2 separate regions of the Mus musculus genome follow, and region 1 is linked to region 2. Evidence: chromatin contacts called from public Hi-C data. All regions are on one chromosome and are shown on one strand. Each heading gives the region's core, a stretch centred on a gene start, on an enhancer-like site or on the middle of the called end of the contact. The rest is flanking DNA. Distances are from core to core; before and after follow the strand shown. Region 1 overlaps Mettl24 (methyltransferase like 24). Region 2 overlaps Ddo (D-aspartate oxidase).

What was found. Hi-C and Micro-C count contacts between places; a contact is called where the count stands out from the background.
Region 1: a contact with region 2 is called in a Hi-C map of the C2C12 cell line, with 1.7 times the contacts expected there. The contact joins two enhancer-like sites. A contact is called at or near these places in 1 of 39 promoter capture datasets (hippocampal neurons), 8 of 484 Hi-C or Micro-C datasets (the C2C12 cell line, the G1E-ER4 cell line, Sertoli cells and 3 more) and 1 of 9 other capture datasets (embryonic stem cells).

Annotation. Positions count from the first base shown.
Region 1 is chr10:40,726,655-40,733,208 of GRCm38.p6, forward strand. Mettl24 (methyltransferase like 24) reads left to right here. Exons shown (of 5, transcript NM_177793.3): 2 at 3,333-3,431. Among named protein-coding and RNA genes, the nearest start is that of Mettl24, 47 kb to the left of the region's middle. Within about 2 kb of position 3,812, at least 5 of the 459 cell types and tissues checked have an H3K27ac peak or open chromatin away from gene starts, as enhancers often do. A contact at or near this core is called in the C2C12 cell line, where this site is marked.
Region 2 is chr10:40,639,709-40,645,982 of GRCm38.p6, forward strand. The region is part of intron 4 of Ddo (D-aspartate oxidase); the gene reads left to right. Among named protein-coding and RNA genes, the nearest start is that of Ddo, 13 kb to the left of the region's middle. Within about 2 kb of position 4,928, at least 10 of the 459 cell types and tissues checked have an H3K27ac peak or open chromatin away from gene starts, as enhancers often do. A contact at or near this core is called in the C2C12 cell line, where this site is marked.

The DNA.
Region 1 (6,554 bases), core at 2,562-5,061, 86 kb after region 2:
CACACAGGCCCGTGGGCCGCAAACACACAATACGAAGTGACTCTGCGCACTGCCATCTGCTGCTAAGAGACTGTTTACCCGCCTTGGGAGTCCGCTGATGGACAGAGGGCTCTGGGAGTCCACAGCCCCACTGCCTAGGAGTAATGGAGGTGGTGTTGTTGGTCACTTGATATTTGAAGCACACAGATAATAGACACACAATGCACCCTGGCATTTAGGAAATTGTGTGGAGCAAAACCATCATCATCTATTTTTTTAAGAAAATTATGGGTTTTCCTCTTTTGAATTAAACTTGCCTGGGTATTTGAAGGTGCTCATAGAATTCCATTTGTGGGAATTTGGGAAAGGCATTGTGTTGATGTGGAGAATTAAGATGAATGGTAATTGAAAGAGAAGATAAAAGCGAGTGGTTTCCATGGGGAAATAATCACGACCTGCTGTCAGATTGATTCCAATAAGAACACTGCTTTATGTGAAATGTTTTTTAAACAGCTAAACCAAAGCAGTATGTGAGAGCTCATCTGAGAGCGTGTATTGCTGTCTGTGTGCTGTTATTAGACCTCCGTCTGAGATTCCTTGACGTGCATTATCCACCAGCACAGCTGTGTTTTAGCTTCTTTGTGGTCAACTCTCAGCTGGAAATGAGGAGTATCAGGTTGCAGAAAGATAATCCTATATTTAACAAGATGGATTCACAACTACCAATGTGTGAAGTAACTCCTGTGTGCTAGCCCTGGCTTAATGCTGGTGCTGAGTCTGACGTGTCCCTGTAATGTTTCCAAAACACCTTGCTGCGTTTGGAAGCTTTTAGCCATAGAAATTCTTCCCTGTGATCTGTATCCAAATTTTTTGTGCATCTTTTGTGAGTAATCCTTAAAGACGCCATTTCCTTGTGCCCCTATTGTATCCCATAGAGAATTCCATCAGAGACCCTAAATAATTTCTTGCATTTGTTGCATGACACCGCTGTGCCTTGCATTAAATGGAAAGAAACATACCCTGTAGGCATGAAGCACAAATGCCTACAGAATAAATAAATGAATGAATGAACTTTGTTTCAAACCTTGCTTCCATTTCACCTCCACTACTCTACCATCTGGGACCCTGGGGGTGGATGTGATGGGCAGGGGGCGGGGAAGGGGGGACTGACAGCAGGGGCCAGTCTCAGTTTTCCTCTCTGTGGATTTGGCTCACAGAAGGCAGGAGACCATCGGATGTGGCAGATAAGGTGATATATGTAATAGATTTGGCTGTTTTCCTTTCTTAAAGTCCCTCTCCATACCATTTCCCCAGAGGGTCCTCTGGTGTCACCTGTCATTGTTATCACCGTAATTCCTTTTTACCCTTAATTCCTGCCTACAACTTTGTAAACGGTCTCTTTGTGAAGTTCTCTTCAGTCAGTCAGTGTGACAGGTCCCTGACTGATATTTGCCTAAGCCACAAGATGACAACGTTGGCTAATGTAGACACAACAGTTTGGCTCTCTTGCGTTCTAACTAATAAATGGCCTAGGAGAGATCTATGAAAGTGCTCTGTCTGTTTGATGCAGGAGAGAGTGTGGCTGGGCCTGAGGAGGTGTTTGTCTTTAAATGTGTTTAACTTGTAACTTCAGAAACCGTTCTCTGAAAGGAATGACTCTCTTAAATGTGTTCCTATTTCCTTTTCAAAGTCATTATGTACAAATCTGATGTCTGCTCCTAGCCATGATATCTCCTGGGAAAGTTTACATCGTATTCAGTTTTGTATTTATCCTTGCCTGGTCCATGCTGGTGCTTGATAAATATTGACTGACTGAATGGTAATTAGCATCTAATAAGAGAAGAAAAAAATCAATACAGGCATGGAAGGTGGATTGGATAGTATTCCTTGACGCTCTGTGCTCTCCCTTCACAAGACAACAGCTATAAGACATGGCTGTCCTCAGAAAGGCAGCTTGGAGAGCAGAGTAGCTACATCTTTTTCCCCAAGTTAGAGTCTTTCTATGTAGTTGTCTTAGTTTCCTTTTCTGTTGCTCTGATAAGAACCCTACCAGATGCAACTCTAGGGACTTTTGGCTCACAGTCTGAGGCAGAAAAGTCACAGTGACACATGGAAGCAGTGGGTCCCATTGCAGTCATAGTCAAGAAGCAGGCAACAATGAATGCTTGGGCTCAACCCACTTTCTTCTTTGTGTGTACTCTTTGATCCTAGCCTTGGGAATGGTGCTGCCTGCTTGCCTTACTCCTTCTCGGTTCAGTTTCATCCAGAGTCCCCTGGGTGACATCTGAGGGGAGACAATCACATTTTTAAAAAGTGTCTCATGACCATCTTGTTTAAATGTTTCTGTTGGTTGGGGGTGGTGGTAGTAACAGCTCTTGCCACTGCCTGGAGAATAATGTATGTACATGAATGGTCTTTCTATCTGGTCCCCAGATCCTTCCTCAACATAAATTGAGCTAGGGGCCAACTTGATACCGTGCAGGATCTTCTAGTCTGTGACCACTAAAGTCTCTCTGAAGCTAGTCATTCACCATGCCAGCCCTTGGAAGGTCTTTTGCCCTCCATTGCTGTTGCTCTGTAGGCTGGGCCCTAGTCTACACTTGAAATCGCTGAGGTTCCTGGAGGTCTCTAAAAGGTGACTGTCTAGGAGAGGATCTATGAGTTCTACCAAAGACTTCCTGACCAAGCTTCCTTTTACCTGCAGACATGCCCATTTATGCTTCTTCCAGCCCACTGCTCTCCCTCGGTCTTTCTGCTGCCCACCCATGCTGTGAGCAAGGCTCAGGCCCCATCACTAGCCATATAGTACTGATAATACCTCAGATTCTCTGCTGACAGGTGTGAGCGGTCTCTATGTGCTAGAAAGCCATCCTTCTCAGCTCAGCATCCTTGTCCCACACACCAGCTCAGCAGTAGGTCTCATTACCCATCTCTCTCAGTGCTAAGAAAGATGACCAAAGGCCTCAGTGTCTCTTCCACCATGCACCTCAGCTTTTTGGTGCTGTGACCCCCAAAACTGTTCTTTAGGGAACAGATTCTTGAAACTCTAACCTTAGAAAGCAGTAACAGGTAATGAGCATTCCTCTCTGAGTGTGAAGGGGTATCATGTATCCAGTTGCGTTAAGGTCCTTTCAGGTGGAGTCAGGTAGAGTTTGTCTTTAACTAGACAGTCCCCAGGGGCCATTGTCACTGGCTTCTTAACTTGGCCACTGGACATCTCCTGTGGCTTATGCTGCCTTCAATGACAACAGTGCTGGGCACATATGCTGATACCTTGGCCTAACCTTGTATTTCTTCTGTTCTGCCCAGATCCTGAATCTTTACAGACCCACTGTGTTCTCTGTCCTTCACAGGGTTCCCGATGGCACATAGAGCTCCAGCCATGGGCAGGCCCTTCTCGGTCCCTGGATGAAGAGGCCTCAAGGTTCCTGAGCTACATCAGTACCACTCAGGTTGAGTTTCAAGCTAAAATAGGTTTGGGAATAATGTCAAAGGTACTGACCAACCATTGCAAGGAGATTTTGCCATCTAGGTCCTGGGAATTTTGAGGAGCTCCTGATGGGAGCAGGGTAGGGTCCCCTGTTGCTACTCAATTTTTTCCACACCCATGAAGGCAGGGAAGATAGCTTCTGTTAGCCTGTCATCTTCCTAGATTCTCACCAATCTGGAATGTTCTAATGATTCATCCCCATGTGTTTTAAAGAATCACTTTAGAAAATTGCTTTGGAAAGCCATTTGAAGAGACAGATTTGTCCCTGTGAGTAGGCAGTCAGGTATGTCACAAAACCAAACCATCTTCTTTCCCATTTGGAAGCATCCGGCTGTATGCTTCCCAGCCATGGGCTCTTGGCAACCAGGCTGTGATAGGCAAGGAAAACGGAGGCTCTGAGAAGAGCCACGAGAAGCTAGTGACCCCAGCGCTCACTTCCCTCTCCTTGGATCGCCCTAAGTCATCACTGAGCAGCCCCAGTATGGATGGCTTTCCTCACAGTGGCAGCTCCTGCGCAGCTCCGGGAGTGAGGCAGAGTCCGGTCCTGAGGAAGCAAGAGAACATTCATTAAAGTGACTCTCAGGCTCTTGACACATTAATTAGAAGGTTCACTGTCACGTTGCCCGATCCTAGAGAAGGCAGATGTAAGGGGGAGATGAAGGCCCGAGGGATGCTTAGCCCTGGACTGAGAGGAGGAGGAAGGTAGAACTTTCCGAGCCTGGGAACTGAGCACAAGGTTACCCTAAGAGGCCCCCTGGGCACAAGTGGCCTGCGGGAAGGGGTGCTGGATGCTTATTTTCTTAAGTCCACTGGCCCTTACCGCTGCACTGAGCCTCACGGCAGCAAAGCTCACCGTAAAGGATGAGAAAGAATATGGCCTTACTTTGAGACAGATTCTGGCTGTTTAGCCCAGGCTAGCCTTGAACTCCTCCTGAGTGCTAAGGTCGCAGGTGTATGCCATCATGCCTGGCTTGTTGCCAGAGCTATAGGAGGTTAGTTTAGGTTAAAAATCTTACTTCTTACATGATGCAGCAAAACACTTATAGGAATTTTAATACTTGTCCCCGAGACATGGAAATAAAAGCTTGTGGAGTTAATTGTGACTGATAGAATGATAAATCAGTTCTCGTGCTTTATAGAAATTTATCTTATTTTGGCTGCTTTAAATTAATTTGGTGGATTTACCCAGGCTTAATTAAAATACTGAAATTTTAATTTCACAATTATGGTTTTAGATGAAGGATAGAATGCTAGATCTCTTAATTACAACCTAAAAACACTCTTTAAAAGCCTGGAGAAAAATTAGAGGCATTAAATATATAAAGTGAATTTGAAAATGATGAGCCCCATCCTCCAACATTAATTTATTGAGCACAACTCTCCAAACCCTACTTTACATGTATTTTGAGCTAATGTTGCTTAACTTTTATGTGTTTACTTGCAAGATGCACTTTGGGCATCCAGTGGTCATTTCAGACTTCACTTGGGGCTTTCTCATGAGCCATGGTCTGAAAGGGGGAAAGGTCTAGGAATAAGAAACACATTCTGATGTGATATGGGCTAATGCTGGAACCTGGACCATTGATTTTGCCTCTGTGACTGTCCCTGTTCTGATCCCAAAAACCTTGAGGTTGGACCAAATGCTTCTAAGATCTTCTCCATGGCTGAGAAAGTAGGTGAGGGTGGCTATTACCCAGGCATTCCTGAGCAGCTATGTGGCCAGGCAATTCTGAAGGCAATGGGCTTGCAGTCTTGGCCTCAAGGAGCCCAGAGATGAGTAAATATATAATCATTAGACAGCTTGAGAAGATCCATAAGCAAGAGCGTGTGTTTGAAGCGGTGAGAGAAAGATTCTTCCCACCTCCATGTGCTGTGGGCTCCATAGCAGGATCTTAGTTCCTAACTGATACAAGAGCTGGGAAGTGCAATACAAGAGCAAATGACAAAGTTTATGCTGAACTCAGTGGGTGTCTTCATAAGACAGTGCTGCTCTAAGACATGGCCAAAGCACAATGCTTTCATGCTTTGCACATGGAGAAAGAAAGGAACTTGGAAAGGAACAGGACAAATGGATTTCCTCTAGATCCAGGCAGTAAGTTCTAAGGATGCTGCCAGGAGATTTGTGGTGGAGACCTCAGCTGCAGGGATGGGGCGGGTGGGGCAGTGAATCTAAGAGCTAGTGGACAATGAAGAGATGAAGGCGACTTAAAAGTTTATTCTGTCTTATTGCAACCCCAGTGACCAGGAGGATTCAAGGCTCTTCCCCAGCATCTGCATGGGACGGCCACCCCACTCAAAAGAATCTGTATAGCTTGTTACATATAGAGGGAGCCAATTGCTCCCTGTGAAGTTATAGTCCCTTGAGAGAGTGCAGTTTGAGGTAATGATTGTACCAGGTTGGAATATTTTGAAATGATATGGCCCGAGTTCCTTTCAGACTCAGTGGAAGGCTTTTTGTCCTTCAGAAAAATGTGACAGATTGCAGACCTCTCAATGGTTTTGTAATCAGGAGACATTTTATCCAGGTGATGGCTTCCAGGTGGGAGCCGTCATAGATGACACTGATTCTCCGTTAGATTCTTTCACTAACTATTGCTTCCGCCCCTTCTCTATGCAACACGGAGCTTTGCCGATGCCTTTGTGACTTATGCCTCATTTAGAAATCATGTTAACAATGGAGGCCTGCAAAACTTGCAGAATATTAAAGTCACTGTTACCTAAAATTTTCTGTTAGCAGCAGTGAGCCACTGAGTGAATTCCACCCCCATCTTCCTCTGCTGCTTTAAAAAACAATCCCTCAAATCTATGCTCAAACTGGTACAGTAAAGGCCAGCACTTGATAAGCTCATGGCTGAGTTTTTCATGTGTCAATCACCTACCCAGGGCCTGGCACTCTCTCTCCCGGATCTCAAACCTTAATAAAATGCCCTTCTCAAATGGCAATTAAGTAAGAGGGGTGTCTCTCCGAGGTTGAGCATGTGGGTGGGCGTTAGACAGTCATGGGTGTGGTACCCTTCTGCATACTGATGACCTTGGTGGCATGATTATGGTCCTGAATTTTTATATTTTTATTTTTCTTCCTTCC
Region 2 (6,274 bases), core at 3,678-6,177:
CTCCGTGGAGGGTCCAAAGGACCGGAAGCTGCTTTATACCCGATGTCTGATGTGCTTGGAGTGATTTGTGTGTATTCATGGAGTCGGCCAGGCTGGGGTGGACGGACACTCCCAGAGGGTATAGCAGCAGCTCATTGTCAGAGAGACAGTGATGGCGTCAAGACGGAATTAGACCATATGCATCTGGCGGCTTTGCCAACCTAAAATACATTTTAAAGCTCTAACTCTGGAGCAATGTCAGGCTATGAAGAAACCAGTCTCTAAGACTTGCCAACTGAGACTTTAAACTAGGCTTCTTCTTGTTTCTGAACAAACTGACTGAACATAAGTGACTTTTTGTTTTGTTGTTTTTAAATCTCTGATGAGAAGGTGCTGTTCTTTGGGTTGAGATCTGCGAGTTAGCTTTAAAGCTGACTAACAGTGCACATGCAGAGAGCAGTCCTAACACAACTCGCACAAGTTCGCATCGTCCTTGAGTCCCACCCGGCCATCCTTAGCTCTCTCTTCATCCTCAGTGTGGCTGTTTCTCACCTCTCCACTTCAAACCTGTTTTCCTATGATGCCTAAAAACTCATTCTGATTGACTTTAGAGACTCCTAACAAGGTTGCCTCTATTCATTCTCGAGTGAGAGGAGACCTAACTCCATACCAAGAGAGATGTTTTCCTTCAGATACTGAATGGTTGGGCCAGAGCTCCTGGCAGCTCTAATAAGCCATGTTTGGCCCCATTCTCCACAAGCCAATTAAACAATGGTGAAAAGCAAAGTGGAGCAAACAAACCAACAAAAAGGAGTGTTATTCAGTCTAGCCACATTGTTAACAAAATCCAGTCCACCCTCCAGAACCACACCCACCATCAGGTTTAAAGAGAGGGGAGAGGTATGTGTCACTGAAGCGCTCCGGTCAGGGTGTGGTCTGGGTACCACGCTGTGTCCAGCCGCAGTCTTTTCTGCACATGGTCTAACAAGTTGTCAGGACTGCCTGAATCTCTTTCCAGGAGACACTCAGCCTCTAACACTGGGGTTCAGCCTTCCTCTCTCAGCATGAGATTCCTGGGGGAAAATGGGGTCCATTTTCAACAGTCTGATAGCTAAAGCAAGGGGACAAACGTCTCTCAATTATCTTCGCTCCTACCGGGATCCATTCCACATTCAGCTCTGAGCCCCAATTCCAGGCAGCCTTGCTCGGCCTCCAGCCTCCTCCATTCTATTGGGATGGATGCTCTCATCCTCTGAGGTAGGATGCACCGCTGCCTGAGTGTTGTGTCTGGCCAGCAGATCACAACCTGGGTTCTAGCCTGGAAAGGCATTTTGGAAACCTGGAAGAGAAGAGGGGTTGGGCTGCGCGACATAAGGAAGGAACCAAGACAAAGCTCTCTGCTCAAGGTTCAATTTTTACTATTTCAGCACTCAGTTATAAAGGAAGGGGGAGGTGCCCAATTCCCGCCAAATAATCTTGGAATCCAGTAGCAGGGTGATCACGTGATGGTTTCGGAACAGCAAAGCGGCAGGTTCCAGCAGTAGGCGTGGCAGAAAGATTGAGCGGGAAGCTCCATCCCTGAGCAAGCAGGTTTCAGGCTGGGGGAGGGGAGACTACACCTGAGAAGCCGGCTGGGCATGGGCAAGGTACCAGCCTCCTTCCTCTCCTCTAGCTGCAGAAGTCCTGGGCAAGTAGTCTTCAGGGACATAGCCCCAAGTCTTTTACCTTGTCTCTGACATTGACTTAATCTGCAAAAGGAGTTTTCACCTTATAGCTTAGCAATGCAGGGGCTTACTTGGGTAACATTCTCAAAATAAGGTATAGTCTGTCTCAAAGGAATGTTTGCCAGCTTAGAAACCACATAAAATTTAAATGATTTTCAAATGTCTACTGTTCTTCCTTTTCTCTTCATCAAGTTCCTATTTAAAAATTAGAATGTGTCTCATAGGTTGGTCCAGGTGAGTGGGTTCCAGGGCACGGTCGGGCAGTGCTGTGGGGTGAACTTGCCCTCTGCACTGATCTGTTCCCTCCACCCTGCCCTGCTCTCCCATCCAGAGCTCTCTGCTCCCTCCTGCCAGTCCTCACTACAATATTTCTCCAACAGAGCCCCTCCTTCTGCCTCAGTGCCCTGAGCCAATACAGCTCCCTTTTCCTCATGGGTTCTCAGCCATGGCATGCTCCCTCTACAGGATGGGCTCTCCCTCAGTTGCCAAAGGCCCAGAGGGAACTAGTTGAGTGTTTTTACAGCCCTAGCTTCTGTAATAGCAGCTTCATATAGATAATGATGGGTGGGCAGCATCATGCATGCCCATTCAGACAGCCCGGGCTGACCTGCCTCTGGACATGGACAGCAAGTCTCCTCCATCCAGTCCAAAAGGACTCGGCACAACAAGCCTGGCCAGGCCTTCCAAAATCCCAGCCATCCGCCACCTGGCTCCTCTCCCGTAACATGTTGGACTTTTATCATAGCTCCCAGCGAGGGCTGTTGAAATAGAAAAGAACATTTGCGTTTATTGAATCCTCTCATAGACCTAACTACTCTTTGAGCGGGCCACTCACTTATCCCTGGGCTATTAAGGAAACAAGTTCAGTGAATTTAAGAAAATTACATGAACCCCAAGGCTGAGAAGTCCACTTACCTCCCTGAATTAGAAAATTAACCCTGAGTTCTGATTTGAATGATGGGGCACAGGTCAGAACGTTCAAAGACTAGCACACAGAACCCACAGCCTATTAAAAGAAATCAAAGCCAAGATAGCGTTTAAAAAGAGCAACCACATAAAGCCTTTAAAGAGACAAATGGTTGTAGTTAAATATAAGCAGTACGAGGGTGTGAAGCAGGGCTACCCCCAGGTCACAGAGCTGGGATTGTGCTTTATAGTGACCAACCCTTGAGTGTCTTGTTTTTCTAGGAAAGCAGCCGCAGCAGTTGTGGTGGGTCACAGTCTGATACTTGCTCCTTTCAATTTCACAATGCGCTGAAACCAGGGCCTCACAGCATTATGGCGGAAGAAGCTAGCTTAACAAGGTTGCAGGGACAGCGAGGGGAGATGGCTCGCTCCCCAAGTCTTTTCCTGGTCCTTGTCTGCTTTTAGTCTTTGACAGTGTGTCACACATTGAAGGACTTCTAGTTGTTTTCAGTTCCCGTTACCCTCTCTCCTGCCTCTGCCTCCTCTGTTCAAACGCTTTGTCCTTGCTTGCTTCCTGCTGCTGTGAGCAAACATGGTCAAAGGAACATGGGCAGGAACATGATCATGAGGGAAAGTCAGGACTCAAGGCAGGAGCTGATGCAGAGGCCATGGATGGGTGCTGCTTACTGGATTGCTCTGCGTGGCTTGCTCAGTGTCTTAGGGTTTTATTGCTCTGAAGAGACACTATGACCATGGTAACTCTTATAAAGGAAAGCACTTCGTCGGGGCTTACAGTCCAGGGGTTCAGTCCATTATCATCATTGTGGGAAGGGTGGCAGCGTCCAGGCAGCCACGGTGCTGGAGAAGGAACTGAGAGCTCTATATCTAGATCTACAGGTGGCAGGAAGTGACAATGAGACACTGGCCAGGCTTGAGCTTCTGAGACCTTAAAGGCCATCCCCTCTAGTGACACACCTCCTCCAAGAAACCCACACACACTCAGCAAAGCCAAATGTCCTAATCACACCATTCCCTTCGAGCCAAGGGGGACCATTTTTATTCAAACCACCACATCTAGTCTGCGTTCTTACATAACCCAGGATCTCCCGTCCAGGAATGGCACCACACACATCAGTTACCACCCAAGGAAATCCCCTTCAGGCTTGCCTGCTGATGGCAGCATTTTCTCAATTGAGGTTCCTTCTTTTCAGATAACTCTAGCTTTTATCAATCTGGCAAAACAAAACAAAACAAAACAAAACAAAACAAAACAAAACAAAACAAAACAAAACAAAACAAAACAAGACCAAGCAGCTCACCCTTCCTCCGGACAGCTCCTGACCTACTTTTGTGTATTTTTTTTCTTTTTGTGACCCACTGAGTTTAATTAAAACGTGTGTGTGTGTGTGTGTGTGTGTGTGTGTGTGTGTGTGTGTATGTGTGTGTCTCTCTGTGTGTGTGTGTGTGTAGGTTTATTACTAGAACATGGGCACATTATCACTGGCTACCCCTCTGAAATAAACAATACCTCTTCCTCCAGAAGCTACCAGGGAAAGGAGGGGCCTCATGAGCCCTTCCCTATCCAGGAGGAAGCATTGATGGGCCCAGTCTGTGCCCATCTTTTGCAGGTCACACCGGCTGCTGCCAGTTCACGGTTACAGCAGCTAGAGGATGTCCAGAAGACCGACTCACCGAGCACTCCTCCCCACCTTCTGGCTCGCACACTTTTTCATTCCAGGTTTCTGTGGCATTGGTGCTTATTGTCTTAAACACCACCAAACAGTGTGCTGGATAGAGTCACCACAAAGCACCGACTCATCCCTCTCTCTGTCTGAGAGAATGGCTTCACCTTTAAAGACAGTCCATTAATGTACATCCAACTAACATGATCTTGGCTTCCAAATTGTTGCAAGGAGAGAGCAGAAATTTATGTCCATGAAATAAAAGGTTCTGTTCTCACCTATTTAAGTCACTCCATCATACTAAAACTTTTCATGGTTATTTGTGGTCGGTGCCATGAATGCTTGCCAGGGTCTTTGATTTTCTCGTCCCAAGTAAATGGCATAGCCTTTCACTGGTTTTCTGAATAATAAGCAAGGATGCACAGGGTGAAAATTAGTGCCTGAAAGGACCTCTGGACCGAATGGAAAGAAAATACACTCCAGGTTCGAATTACTGAGGGCTTAGCATAGCTGGCCTTCTGTAAATATTTAGTATATGACTCAAATCCAGAGGTTTCCAGCTGTCCTTTAAATTGCTCAGTGGTGAAATGGTCCCCACAGTGGGAGGAATGTGGCGGTTGACAGACCCATCTCCAGCCACCCTCAGCTGAGCTGCGAAGGCAGCTGTCGGGTCTGTGACGCTGGGGAGTGGCAATGTTCTCGTATACTCTCCTCTACTTGTGGCGTTTTCTAGAAATGAGACCAGTGTCAGAAGGCCAGTTCCTCACAGACCTCAATGCAAGTCTCAGTTGAACTTCCCAGCTAGCAAGTGGGAATAGAAAGCCAGAGTCTTTTCTTGTTGCGTCAAAATCAACAATGAAACTGTGCCACCATTTCCAGCCACGATTATGCTGTCTGGGAGGTTCTGCCTTTTCTTGTGTTTTCCTTCTTGTGAAACCTTTGCTCATCCAGAATGGAGGAGGGGTGTGTTGAGAACTGGCATGTGAACTTCTGCTCTCTCAGAGGCACAGAGGGTACAGGCATCCAAACCTCTGTTTGTGCTGTCAGTCAAGTCGTCCCGGGTTCTCTCTTGAGTGACAGTATACAGGGAGACAAATGTTTCTGTGGTACCAGTCTATTTGTCAGAGTTATCCAGAGATGGAGCTGATTATGGGTTTGTGTGTGTATGTGTGCACCCAAATGCATGCATATGTGTGTGTATATGCATGCACATATCTGTATGTAAAGGCATGGACATGTGTGTGTGTATGTATGCACATATCTGTATGTGAATGCATGCATATGTGTGTGTATATGTATGCACATATCTGTATGTTAATACTTCATTCTTTCAGCTAGCTACACACTCTCCCAGTTCTTTCTCTGGCCCCTGAGAAAGAGCACTGGGTCTTATTAGATTTTGTTCCTCTTAGCAATGTTTTGCTTCTAGATGGCCAACCTGCATCTGTTGAACAGTACTGCCAAGAGTCTCTTAGAGTAAATCCCCTGTATCCTATAAGTAACCCAGGAATACGATTATAAGATTACAGGGGATTAAGATTATGATGACAAGATTACTGGGGTTATTTTTTTTAAATGGCTACAGAATTTCTCCATTCAATAAGAAAAGTCTCTGGGATGGGTGGTGGTAAGGGTCATACAATGATACAAATGAGCTTAGGGCTACTGAGCTACTTAGAAATGGCCCCTGTGGTGAGGTTTTACTCTGTGTGTATTAGCCTACAATTCAACAATGATTATGAGGCTTGGCTAAGCCATTCCTTCTCATTTGGTCCAACAATAAGTGGTCATTTATTCCATCAGTTCTCTGTATTGTTCCTTTTGTAAAAACATCCCTCGTACCTGTGAGTGAGCAGGTGTTTGTGTGTGTGACAGACAGAGATAGAGACAGAGAGGGAACATGGAGCAACCATCTACTAGAGAGAGCTGACAAATCCCAAGGCACATGCAAGAATTAACAGCCTATGACGGAGCAGGAGCAGG